Regions from separate parts of the Mus musculus genome. Here region 1 is linked to region 2. Evidence: chromatin contacts called from public Hi-C data. All regions are on one chromosome and are shown on one strand. The core of a region is the stretch at or near the end of the contact, and the rest is flanking DNA. Distances in the headings are between cores, read along the strand shown.

Region 1 (6,274 bases), core at 1,877-4,376, 49 kb before region 2:
TGACCAAGAAGCAAGTTGGGGAAGAAAGGGTTTATTCAGCTTACACTTCCATACTGCTGTTCATCACCAAAGGAAGTCAGAACTGGAACTCAAGCAGGTCAGAAAGCAGGAGCTGATGCAGAGGCCATGGAAGGATGTTCTTCACTGGCTTGCTTCCCCTGGCTTGCTCAGCCTGCTCTCTTATAGAACCCAAGGCTACCAGCCCAGAGATGGTCCCACCCACAAGGGGCCTTTCCCCCTTGATCACTAATTGAGAAAATGCCTTAATGTATCTCATGGAGGCATTTCCTCAACTGAAGCTCCTTTCTCTGTGATAACTCCAGCTGTGTCAAGTTGACACAAAACTAGCCAGTACAATACTTCTTCCTGTAAGACTTCTCTCCTCTTCAAAATTCAGAAAATCTGGTTCATAGAGGTCCCCACACCCACAGGACAGAATGGGCCTCCATCCTCCCTTTACACAGGACAGAGGCAGCTCTTGGAGTTGCCAGAGCTCTCCCCAACCACCTCTACCTGAATCCAGACTTGCAAATCACAACTATTCAATATGCAAATCCCCCAAAAGTGGGACAGTGACATTGCGCTTTAATGACCCAGAGAGTCAATACTTTGGGGGAGGTGGGTGGAATTGTGGGTTTGAGGACAGCTCCCATTGTATAACTAGTAGACACTGGGCAGGTCCCATGACTGATCACTGACTGGGTATAAGCCTCCAGCCTAGGCAACTGCAGCCCCCTCTTCCTCCTGCCTCAGCTTCCCTTGGGGTTCCTCCCTCTAAGCACAAATGCCTACTCTCTGTCTCACAGGGGAAAGAAGACGAAACTCACAAAACAACTTGAGTGGCTGGAACCCACACCAGCCTGTTCTGACTGAGGTTCCATTTTTCCAGGTAGCATAAGCCAAAGCAAACCGAGCCCCTGGGCCCACACAATCCAGCACAGAGGCCCAGCAGTCCAGGGAAGCGTTTGCAGGCTGAGTCCCAGATGGGTCTCCCCAAACCCCAGGATGCCCTAGGCAACCATAGGCAACTCAAGGCCTAGCTATTCTCTTAAAAATAAGTAATTCAGAGCACGACATCAGCTTAAACCTTTTGAGTGTCCATATTCTGTATATGACGGACATGACCCACCATGCTCCCCTGGCCACTCAGAGTCTCATTCTACATCCTGGCCACACTTGATACCGCCCTTTAGCCCCATTTCCCTCAGGGTCTTTGGGCCTGCCGTTCCCTCCATGGAATGTTTGACCTGAACATGCTCTATGACTCCCTGTGCCTCTGTAGTTCCTTCAGGTTGTGACTCAAGGCCAGAACCTTCTTGACCTGTTAGCGTCTGCTGTTTGAATGTGTCCTCTCCAAGAGTCAGCCAGCTGCTGCCACTGTGATAGCAATGAGAGACGGGCCCTTTGATAGGCAATGGGGACAGGAGGACTCCTCTGTGGTGAGCGGGGTTAGGTGGCTTTCTGAAAGGGCTCAATGGAGTTGTTGGACTCTGCTGCATTTCTGCCTCCCACCACGAGGCGGCAGTGTTTCTCCCCCTCTAAGGTACAGACTTCAGGTGCTAAATGTTAATTGGCTCCGACTTAAACTTGAACTGGACTCCCCAGGTGGAGAAATCAACTTCTCTTCCTCATGAATTAACCAGGTATTTTGTTACAGAAGCACAAACGGACTCAGACTCTATTAACACAGCAACTCACACTGCAGCAAACATAGTCTTCTTCCTCGGCTTGTCTTCAGAGCCCTGGCACCTTCAGGTAGGTTGTGTTTTTGTTTGTTGGTTTAATGACCATCTCTTGGATGTGACAGCAAAGATTTCACCTCCTTCACTGCTCTTTTCTCTACACCTGGAGCAGCATTTTACACGTAGAAAGTATCAGTGTTTTCTGAATGAATGAATGAATGAATGAATGAATGAATGAATGAATGAGGAATGAAGAGTGGCCACCAGGAAGAGCTTTGGTAGGGCTCTGGTGGCCTGAGATGTACACAGCATAGCTAATACAGTTGAGGAGCCGCGCTCGTTACTTTTCTCATTGCTATAACAAGATGTCTGACAACGGGAAGTTAAGGAAGGAAGGGTTTAGCTTAGTCCACAAGGAAAGGGCAGTCCGTCATGGCTTGGGCTGGCATTGGTGGTGGGAGCATGAGGCTGCTGGTCACGTGGCATCCACAGTCAGGAAGCAGATTGACAAACACCAGCACTCGGCTCATGTTCTCTTCTTTCTACTGTCTATTCAGCGTGGGATCCAGGCCCTAAGAGGATGATGTCACCACGTTCAGGGCTTGTCTCCCTTCTTAGACCCACACTTCTAGAACACACACACACCATATGAGAGAGAGAGAGAGAGACTCCTAGGTGACTTCAATCCAGTCAAGTTGACAGTGAAGATGAACCACCAGGAGCCTCCCACACCTCAGGGCTGACCAGCAATGAGAAGGCAGAAAGGGCCGGGCAGTGGTGGCACACGCCTTTAATCCCAGCACTTGGGAAGCAGAGGCAGGCGGATTTCTGAGTTCAGGGAGTGAGTTCCAGGACAGCCAGGGCTACACAGAGAAACCCTGTCTCGGAGAGAGAGAGAGAGAGAGAGAGAGAGAGAACAGAAAGGGTTTTCTTAGCACTCTGGCTTCTCTGGGAACGTTTGTCGCCTTTCTTCTTAGACGATCATCTTTCTCCCCAACTCATCCCACGTTCAGTTCAGACTGTGGCTACTTCACGGCTCTGCGTGGTTCATTGCAGGTCCAGCTACAGGTCCAGCTAGCTGGTTGACTGTCTCTGTAATTTCTCTCCTTCCAAATTCCCAGGGAAAGAACCTTGGTTGGAGTGGATTTTCTGAGTTCCCATCCGTGTGGTCTGAGAAGTGAGGTCACATTCACAGTATGGTTTCTAGAAGTCTGTACCAAACAGAGAAGAAAGCACAGGTGGGGGTGCTGTGTGAACCGAGAAACTTCTTAGCATCATTTTGCAGTGATGCTCGCTGGGTAGAAATGGGTATTCCAAAGAACACAGCTATCCTTGCAACCATTTCCGTCTGAGGACAAACCTGATCAGCCTTTAGAACAGCCTCACCCCACCCAACCAACCTGCATCATTGTCCAACACAAAATGCTGCTGTGCTTGCAGTTCCAAATATGGACACAAGAGGGCACTTCAATACAAGAAGCAAATTCTCCCACTACTACAACTCGGGCCACAATTAGCTGCAAGACTCCAACCCCTTGGGGTGCGGGGGGATGTGTGTGTAAGTGGTCTGTAGGCCTGACAGAGGCTTTTAACTTAGCACCTAGCACGCACATACACACACACATACTCACAAACATGTACGCACATACAAACACACAAACATGCACACATACATATATGCACACATAAACACACCATATTTAAACATGAACACATACACACAAACACAAGCATACACAAGGAAACATGCACATATATATGCAGCAACACATACAAACACACCACACACAAATATGCACATATACACACATAAATGCAAGCGCACACACACATATATACACACATACATACATGGACACCCAAACACACCACATACAAACATGCATACATACACACACAATCAAGCACACAAACACACACACACACAAACATACACACACATATACATGAACATACACAAACACACTCTTTTTCCCCATCTTGTTTTAAGACAGGATCTCACTCTGTAGAGTAGGAAGGCCCCAAGGCCAGAGTCTTTCTATCACCATCTCTTGCATGGGAGAATTCCAGGCCTGCACTACCACACCCGGCTTTCCCATTAGAAATCAGGCTGTCTTTTGAATACTTTCCATATTTCTAGTTCTGAGGTCTTTGTGGAGTATAACATGGCCTTATAAGCCATGTTTGTTTGTTTTTTAATCTCTACTTGCCCCCCCCTTTTTTAATGATGCCACTTGGTGAACAAAGGGTTTTTGATTTGTTTTGTTTTTAAATGCTTTAGGTTTATTTTTGTGTGCACAAGCAGAGTGTTTTGCCCGTCTGCACACATGTGCAGTTGCTGAGTGCCCACAGAGGATTGGAAAGCTCCGTGTGATGCGGGGAACCAAACTCGTGTCTTCTGAAGAGCAGTAAATGCTCTTACCTATGGGGCCACCTCTCCGACCCCTTGTTTTGCTTTTGACAGGGAATTTCCCATTTTCTGTCAAGGATCCAGAACCAGCTGGGTGGCCACACCTACATTTCCTGCATCAAAAAAAAAAAAAAAAAAAAAAAAAATTCCCCAAAACTTTCATTTTTTAAAAATGGACACAGGCTGTCTGATGTAAGCGCTGGGAACCAAACTTGGTCCTAAGCAAGAACAACTCTGTTCAGCTCCTAAGTGCCGAGCTGCCTCCAGCCCCCTTGAGTTTTTAATGGAGATATAATTGTGCATGCAGAAACATATGTACATGTGCACAAATTATACACAAACATCTGGAAACGCTTTTATAAAGCCATGCTCCAAGTCCCAGAAGGCTGCTTCCTGTTCTCTCCCCCACCTCTTCCCTTCCCCTTCCTTCCCTCCCAGGCCCTTCTGTCCCTTCCCTAAGGGTGACCACTGTCTTCTTCAAGCAGCATGATTCAGTGATACATGCAACCAAACTTTACTGTCAGGAGTGTATGTGAGTGTGTGTGTGTGTGTGTGTGTGTGTGTGTGTGTGTGTGTGTGTGTGAGTTGGGGTAACTTAGGCAGATAAGTTCTTCCAGGAAGTTGTGTGGCACTGTGGTCTGTCCCCTCTGCTGACTAATTCTCTCTCTTGGAAACACTCAGCTTTCTTGTCTATTGTGCTGATGGCAGCTTAATGGATCTGCTAATAGCAGCTTAGTGGCTCTTCAGGACTCCCTTGCCCATGTCTTCTGGGAAGTCCAATGGCTTGTCCAGTCATGTGTCCTTGGAGGCTGTGGTTGGGTCCTCGGTGTTAGCAGTCTCCACTTGTGAGGGACCCAGGTTGACAAACCTGGTGAAAGGCTGTATGTAGAGATGAATGCCACTGGCTTAGGGCTGATCACATCCTCCATCCTGCCTAAGAACGGGGTGAGGGTTACCCAAATGCAGCATGATTGTGGGGCATCTTTGGACTTTGGTCTTAAGCATCCTGCATCTGCCCTGTAAGACGTTGCTGCTCTTTATAAGTCAACTAGTCCCAGGTATTTTACAGCAGGAAGGGACAGAGACACTGGCCTCTTGTGTGCCTGTTGCTTTATGAAGAGAGCATAAGAGCGCAGAGCTAGGAGAATGCCCCCAAAGTCTCCTCTGGGCTACACGGGACTCTGGGTCACCAGAAGACCTTTCTCCCTCCAAGCTGTAGACGTGATGTTTTCTAGAAACTACCAGCAACCCAGTTAACAGTGAAAGGGCTCATCCTAACCTAGCATGCAAACCTAAAAGCTCCTAGTTTTATGTCTTCAGACTATAATCCCACATCTACAGACCCTATATTATCGTTAGCCAAAAAGAGAGAAGAAGGTTTCAGCAACTTCTTCATCCGTAACTTCAGAACCACTAAGTCGGTAAGTGTGACTACTGGAGAGACTTCCTACTGCATACCTTCCTGACTGCCTCTTCCAACACTTCTTTCTGCTTAAAATCTGATTTAATAAAAAAAAAATAATAAAACTTCTTTCATACAATATTTTCTAATCACACACTTCCCTCCTGGAACTCCTCCCAGATCTGACGTAACCTCTCAATTCCAGGCCCTTTCTATTATCCGTGTGTTCATCTTATCAGTCCACTGGAGACAAGACTTTTATCTGTCAAGTTTGACAGTCATCCTCTGGGACTGCCCAGAACCAACTATAGAACCTTCTGGAAAGTTCATCTACAGAACCTTCTAGTTGAATTCTGCTGCTTTGACCAACCCCAGTCACCTGGCTGCCTTCTGGAGATGAAAAAAAATTAGCAGCAGAGACTCTCTAGTTTTCTCAAACTCCAGTGAAATACTCCTCTAGAAGTCCCTGTTGTGGGAGACAATTAGAAACCTAATGTTGGGGACAGGAACAGGAGCAAGTGGTGGGGCTTTTGCCGCCAGGCCAGTGGGCAGATGGGAAACAGTTAACCTTGGGTTGGTGAGTTTAAGAGGATTACTTTATGATGCTGTTCTTACCATGAATCTACATTAAACTTCATGTCATTGAATTTTATATGTGGACACTCTCAGTTCCCAATATTTTAAAATATTCAAAGTGTTGAAAACTGTGTTGCTAGCAAAGACTCAAAGACCCTCTTACCTTTTCTTTAAGTGAGCGCAGCAAAACCACCAAACAGAACC
Region 2 (6,058 bases), core at 1,360-3,859:
TGGTCCACAGCCTCTACATCAGCTTCACCATGAGGTTCCTGCACTACACGGGTTCCTGTCCTGACTTCCCATGTGATGAACAGTGATGTGGAAGGACAAGCAAAGTTAACCCTTTCCTCCCCAGGTTTCTATTCGTCATTATGTTTTTATCACGGCAATAGGAACCCTGACTGAGACAGAAATTTATCACACTTTCTACAGAGCAAGGGTACTAAGATACACATTCCCTAGAGGACTACATCACCAGAAACTACTACTTGTGTGCCACTGTAGTGTCAGCAATTCAGCCTGGTTAACTTACAAAAGTCAATATTAAAATTCACACCCTTAAAGGAGAGGCTGGGACAGTAAGGTAGAAGATGTCCACAGAGCAGAATTCAAGGTGGTAAACAGGGGCCCTCTGGAAGGGAACATGTAAGGAGTTCAAATGGGAATCAGTGGGGGAGGGGAGATTTGGGGAGATGAGACATTTTAGGAGAGAAGAGAAGTCATGGAAGTTTCTAGATCTTGGCCAGTGTTTGATTAAGTAGCTAAATTTCATCTGAAGTTGATGAAGCTTGTGTTAAAAGTGTGACAACTTCTCTAAATTATGCTTCAGTGAACTTGATGCCCTGGGACAGTCCACATTGGTCTAAGTAGCCAGTTCAATAAAGGTTACTGCTTGCAATGCAGTGTCCCCTGGGCAGTCAGGGCCTTGGTGGTGGAAGTAAGTGCTTCTGGGAGTGTAAGCAGTTCCCTCTGTAGGGCAGCACTGAAACACTCAGGAGATAGTTCCGTCCCAGGAAAGATGCTGCATCTTTGAATGAATCCTGCCTGAGTGTGATTTCCTCACCAGAATGCCCATAATTGTGAGAATTACAAATGCTGCACATTCAGGGCTTAACTCTCTGGGATGTCTTTAGCCCTTATAATAGCTATTCAATGTGCCTGTCAACCTAAAATCTTGGTGTCGAACCTAGCTCATTGAATCTGGGAGTAATGTGGGGGATAATAGAGCAGCCTTGAGTGAGTGTTTCTACAGAAATGAGTCAGGTTCTAGGGCAAATCCTCTAGAATATACAAATACCTGGCCGCCACCAAACAAAAGGGGAAATACCTTCAGTTAGCATCCAGGATATGGATGGCAGAGGCTCAGCCCTCCCACTTAATGTTCTCACTGATACACAAACACGTAAAAATATAATATATGTGTATATGTATATGTATACATATATATGCATATGTATGTATGTATACATCTATGCATATGTATATATATGCATATGTGTGTATATGTGTGTGTGTGTGTGTGTGTGTGTGTGACCCCGACTTAGAGTGTTTCTCCCTGGAAGGTAAGGCCCATGGACGTTCCCCCAAGCTTGTTTTCCCTGATCTCTAAAAATACAGCCAGAAAGAAGCTCTTTGTTCTCTATAGCCAGCCAAAAGCCTTTTTGTTTCTGTGCCTTACAGCCAGAGATGCAATAATTGTAGGAAGATCTACAAGGACATGGAGATAGACACCTGAGAGGAGGCTGCAGCTCACTGCCTTCCCCCCCCCCCCCCACCAGAAAGGAGCTGTAGCCAACTCTCCTCCCAGCTCTCCTCCCAACTCTCCTCCTCCCAATTCCTTCCTGATAGACACCTGAGAGGAGGCTGCAGCTCACTGCCTCCCCCCCCTTCCCCCCCCCCCCCCCCCCCCGCCAGAAAGGAGCTGTAGCCAACTCTCCTCCCAACTCTCCTCCTCCCAATTCCTTCCTGATAGACACCTGAGAGGAGGCTGCAGCTCACGCCCCCACCCCCCCTCGCCAGAAAGGAGCTGTAGCCAACTCTCCTCCCAACTCTCCTCCCAACTCCTTCCAACTCCTCCCATTTCCTCAGCTAGCTGTTAAAAGCCCCCTCCTGTCAGTGCTCAGGGTCGAACTCCCCTGCGCTGCATGGCAGAGGGACTTCATCCTCAGCTAGCTGATAAAACCTCTTGCAGTTTGCATCAGGTGTGGGTCACTGGGGTGCTGTCCAGCTCATCCCGGGGACTCGAGTGCAGGCCCAGCTTCAGGGGTCTTACATATACATATATATTTGGATTTTTATGTATGAATATACCTTGATTTATGACTGTCTTCATTCTGCTATAAGAAAAACCTTATCAAAATTTTTACTGTGTGGGTACATGACCTTTTGGGTAACCTAAGCTAGTCAGCCAGCCATAGCTCCAAAATGATCTCTCAACCTCTGTCAGGTGAAATGGTGATTTTTGGGCCCACATTATTCTTCCTGAGTTTGTTTATTCTGTAGGTGTTTCTTATTTTTTTTTAGTTTCCATTTCATAGCAAACACAGGTTTTGTCTTTGTAGTCTTCTTGCTCATCCTAGTACTCTCTCTCTCTCTCTCTCTCTCTCTGTGTGTGTGTGTGTGTGTGTGTGTGTGTGTGTGTGTGAAGGAGAGAGAGAGAGAGAGAGAAAGAGAGACAGAGTTCAGGAAAGATGTAAGCAGGTGGGTGGAGGACTGGTTTCAAACCCTCCCCCAGATTGTTTTCAAACTTCCCCTTTAGCTTTCAAACCTCTCAAAGGGGCGGACCCTGTCCCTATTGGTTCCCAGTACAAGCCTCTTCTTCTCTCCCCAGATATAAGCCACTCCCTAAGTTCTTCCTATGCTCTGCTGCTACCAGGAGGACTCAACATGTTGGGTGAGTAGCCCCCCTGCCCCGAGTGAGCTGGGAACGGGGATGCCTGAGCAAAGCCACCAAGAAATCCCTGCCATCAACAAACTCTAACCTTCTCTATCCATCCATCTCTCTATAGGAACACTGTTTGGCTCTGCCATAGGAGGAGGTTTGTCTCTGCTCCTGAGGGTGAGGTGGTGGGGTACCATTTGTGCTTTAGATGGGTACCATTCCTGCTGCCTGCTACTGCTGGATTCTGGAGCTGCCTGGGTGCAGAGCAGGGCCCTGGGCTGTGCTAAATCTACTCTAGGAATGAGCTTAAGATTTCTGCCCAGCTGCCCCTCCAGGCCTCATATATGATGAGCAGCAAGTAGATGAATGTGGAGAAGACAGGGAGCGGCAGCTGCTGAACACTGCAGGGTTGTATTTAACCCTCACAACCCCAGGCCCAGTGAAGGATGATTCTTCTCAAGCCTGGGAACACCACGGCTCTGTCACATCCTCCACTGACCCCTTTGCCTCCACCTTGCTCCCCTTCTTCTTTACTTTGGGATCCCCTTCCATGCTCCTCAGAATAGAAAGTCCCCAGAAACAGTCAGGGAATTGTTGGGTGGGTCATTTCCCTGAGCCTACCTCACCCAGCTCCTCTCCCTACAGCTCTGGCTGTGGCAGGGGCACCTGTGGCCCTGGCTGCCATGGGCTTCACTGGGACAGGCATTGCAGCTGCCTCCATAGCAGCCAAGATGATGTCTGCTGCAGCAATTGCCAATGGAGGTGGAGTTGCAGCAGGAAGCCTGGTAGCCACACTCCAATCAGCAGGTAAGTGTCAGGCCAGGCAAGATGACCAGAGTCCAAGACAAGGATGGTGACACCTTTCCTCTCCCTCCAGCCCCACCTTCTTAAGTGACCTGTGTCTTCTAGTTCTGTCCCTACTTTTTGATTTATTCTGAGTTAGGTGGGGGTGTGTGGGCTTTGGGTGAAAGGTGCTGAATGGCTAAAGTAGGGAGGAGTCTGAGGCATGCTACTTGTGCTCTGAATCTTCCCTGAGTGTTTTTTTCTACAATGAGTACCCCTCTGTCCTGCTATAGAGAGAGCATCTCTGTGGATAGCTCTCTGTCCTATATTCCACTTGGCCCGCATCTGTCTTCTCCTTCTGGTTCATTTTAAATAGCTCTGGCTGAAGCAAAGCCCTAAGGTTCCCATAGAAATTGGGTGGGCATCTCTGAGCATCAGGTCACTGCCTGTCACTGCACTGTCTCCTTCCCAGGGGTCCTTGGACTCTCCACATCAACAAATGCCATCCTAGGGGCTGCTGGGGCAGCTGTTGGAGCCTTGCTCTGAGCTTAGGAGATGACACTTCTATCAGCTCAACTCAAAGCCTGTACAGACTACGCAGGAGATGAAGTTCCAAAAGGCACCTTCAGAACCCTCACTGATGTCAAAGAATGATGAAAACAACAAAGTATATGGGCTGGTGTTCCTAACTTTGCTGTGGTGGCTCTTTGATTGGGGTTCTGGGCTGGGAGTTTTTCAAGGTTTGAGACTTTCCCAGTCAGCCTCAGCCTGGAGATCAGAGGGAGGTAACAGGTTGGCCAGCACACAGTCAGTAGGCAGAGGGCTGTAGGTGGACCCTGCCTTAATGGAAATAATCTGTGTGGTATGAGGGCTTTGGTGGGGGATTGTGGACCTCACTTTATCACTTATTCAAGGTAGGGCAACAAGAGGTTTCTGTCATGAGGCTAAGCTGAGTGGTACCTAAGACAGTGACCCTCTGAGCTCTTGGTCCTTCCCTATCAATGGCTGTGCACATCCAGGGCTATGAGCAGCCTGTAGCTACCTCACTGTACTGCTGAGAGGCTGACAGAAAACCACCAGGGAATTCACTGGGCTCACTGGGAATGCACTGGTACCTGAGGAACAAGAGGAAATCAAAACAGGTCACCATCATCTATAATATCTATCAAATGGAAAGGAGGCATAAACCCCTGCCGTATGTTGAAGCAACCTGACTACTCCCTTACTCAAGCCTGAGAGTCATTGCTTATATGTCACATTCTGCAGTGCTGGACAGGGTCCACACTGACACCTAGAAGTCTTGAGGCAGAAGGATACATTTGAGCAATCTATATTTATTGGGACCCATTCATATCTTCAAACCCTTCTAACTTCTGAAGTTTCCTTCTACTATCTGGGGTGCCTGAATGGCAATATCAAAGATGACTGCTTGCTGATTTTATGGTGTCTGCATCTCAGGTGAACAAGGGTCAGGCTCACATACGCACTCTGGGAGCCCAGTGTGGGATTCCTGGGTCTCTTGCATTACCTATCTCATCCTAGGGGTTTGCCTAGCAGCTGGCTCAATACTTGTAGAAGGGTCTGCCCAAACCTGTTCAGAGCCTCTTTGTCCTGGCCAGTATTGAAGTCCCAGTCAGGACACACACAAAGAAGAAAAAACCCACTTTAACTGGGCTGCAGTGTCTGGCAGCGATGCTCTGCCAGACCCAAAGGTGGGTGCTCAGGATCTGTGGGCATTCGATCTAGGTCAGCTGGTGGGTACAAAATCCTGTCTCGAGGAGAATGATGAGGGCCTGAGGATTTTCAGAGAAGGGTGGGTTCTGAATTATCCTCTTATCCAGGGCACTGCTTGAGAAGGAGGCATAAGTCATGAAAGGGAGAGTGGGGACCTCTGGGTCTGGGGACACTGCTGTAGTGGGACTGCTTTCTTAGAGGGAGGATGAAGACTATGTCTGTCCCAGGGAAATTCCTCCCACAGCCCTCAGAGCTAGAGCCATTCTGCATGTGTGAAGTGGAGACTGACCCCTAACTAGCATGACTGGTAAACTATTTCTTCTCGTCAAGCTCTGTGCAGGGCTGTGCAGGAGGCATACAAAGGGTGACATTCAAGATCTTTAGTGGAGCTGTGGAATAATTGAAGGATAGGGAGAGGTTTGGCATTGCAGTTGGGTCATCTCATTCAGACAGAGGTTTCGATCTAGGCTACCAGCAATAATCCCTGGATACACAGTGGGGAGGAGGGTGTGAATAGGAGGGTGTGAATGCAAACCAGATCTGGCTTTGAGATGAGTGGTTCATAGAAGGATGCCATCACAACTACTCAGAGATCCCCATCCTGGTTGGTATCTGAGATGTCAGGAAGGTCACCTCCTCATTATCCTCTGTATAAGAAGGAGGTGGCATGCTCAGAGTTATGGATCAGTAGCAGGGCAAAGAGCAGCTTCTGTTTTCACATTTAGATGCATTCCAGCCGAGCATGCACCTACACCATGTTGGTCTGAGACAACATGGAGGGAGGAAGAGTTGAGCCTAGCCTACCTCAGGCCCAGGTAGCAGAGAGCTCAGGCCCCTACCTTTACTGTGCAAGTAGCACACAGAAAGGGGAACAATGAGACTGGCAAGAAC

The links. A called contact is a pair of places that touch in the nucleus more often than the background predicts.
Region 1: a contact with region 2 is called in a Hi-C map of regulatory T cells, with 2.7 times the contacts expected there. The contact joins the enhancer-like site here to the promoter of Ifi27l2a in region 2. A contact is called at or near these places in 19 of 39 promoter capture datasets (the 3T3-L1 cell line, 3T3-L1-derived adipocytes, the C10 cell line and 12 more), 2 of 15 datasets of contacts at CTCF or cohesin (hippocampal excitatory neurons and pro-B cells), 63 of 484 Hi-C or Micro-C datasets (the AML12 cell line, B cells, CD8 T cells and 39 more), 6 of 115 datasets of contacts at active chromatin or transcription factors (CD8 T cells, the HPC-7 cell line, bone marrow-derived macrophages and 3 more) and 4 of 9 other capture datasets (adipose tissue, embryonic stem cells, liver and 1 more).

The regions. Positions count from the first base shown.
Region 1 is chr12:103,489,878-103,496,151 of GRCm38.p6, reverse strand. No RefSeq gene overlaps it. Among named protein-coding and RNA genes, the nearest start is that of Ifi27l2b, 36 kb to the right of the region's middle. Within about 2 kb of position 3,126, at least 16 of the 459 cell types and tissues checked have an H3K27ac peak or open chromatin away from gene starts, as enhancers often do. A contact at or near this core is called in CD8 T cells, adipose tissue, muscle stem cells and 1 more, where this site is marked.
Region 2 is chr12:103,440,231-103,446,288 of GRCm38.p6, reverse strand. Ifi27l2a (interferon, alpha-inducible protein 27 like 2A) reads left to right here and starts at 2,609. Exons shown (of 4, transcript NM_029803.3): 1 at 2,609-2,662; 2 at 2,778-2,807; 3 at 3,296-3,457; 4 at 3,906-4,123. The coding sequence starts at 2,656. The coding sequence ends at 3,979. It overlaps Ifi27 (interferon, alpha-inducible protein 27), which reads right to left. Exons shown (of 6, transcript NM_194067.2): 6 at 6,044-6,058.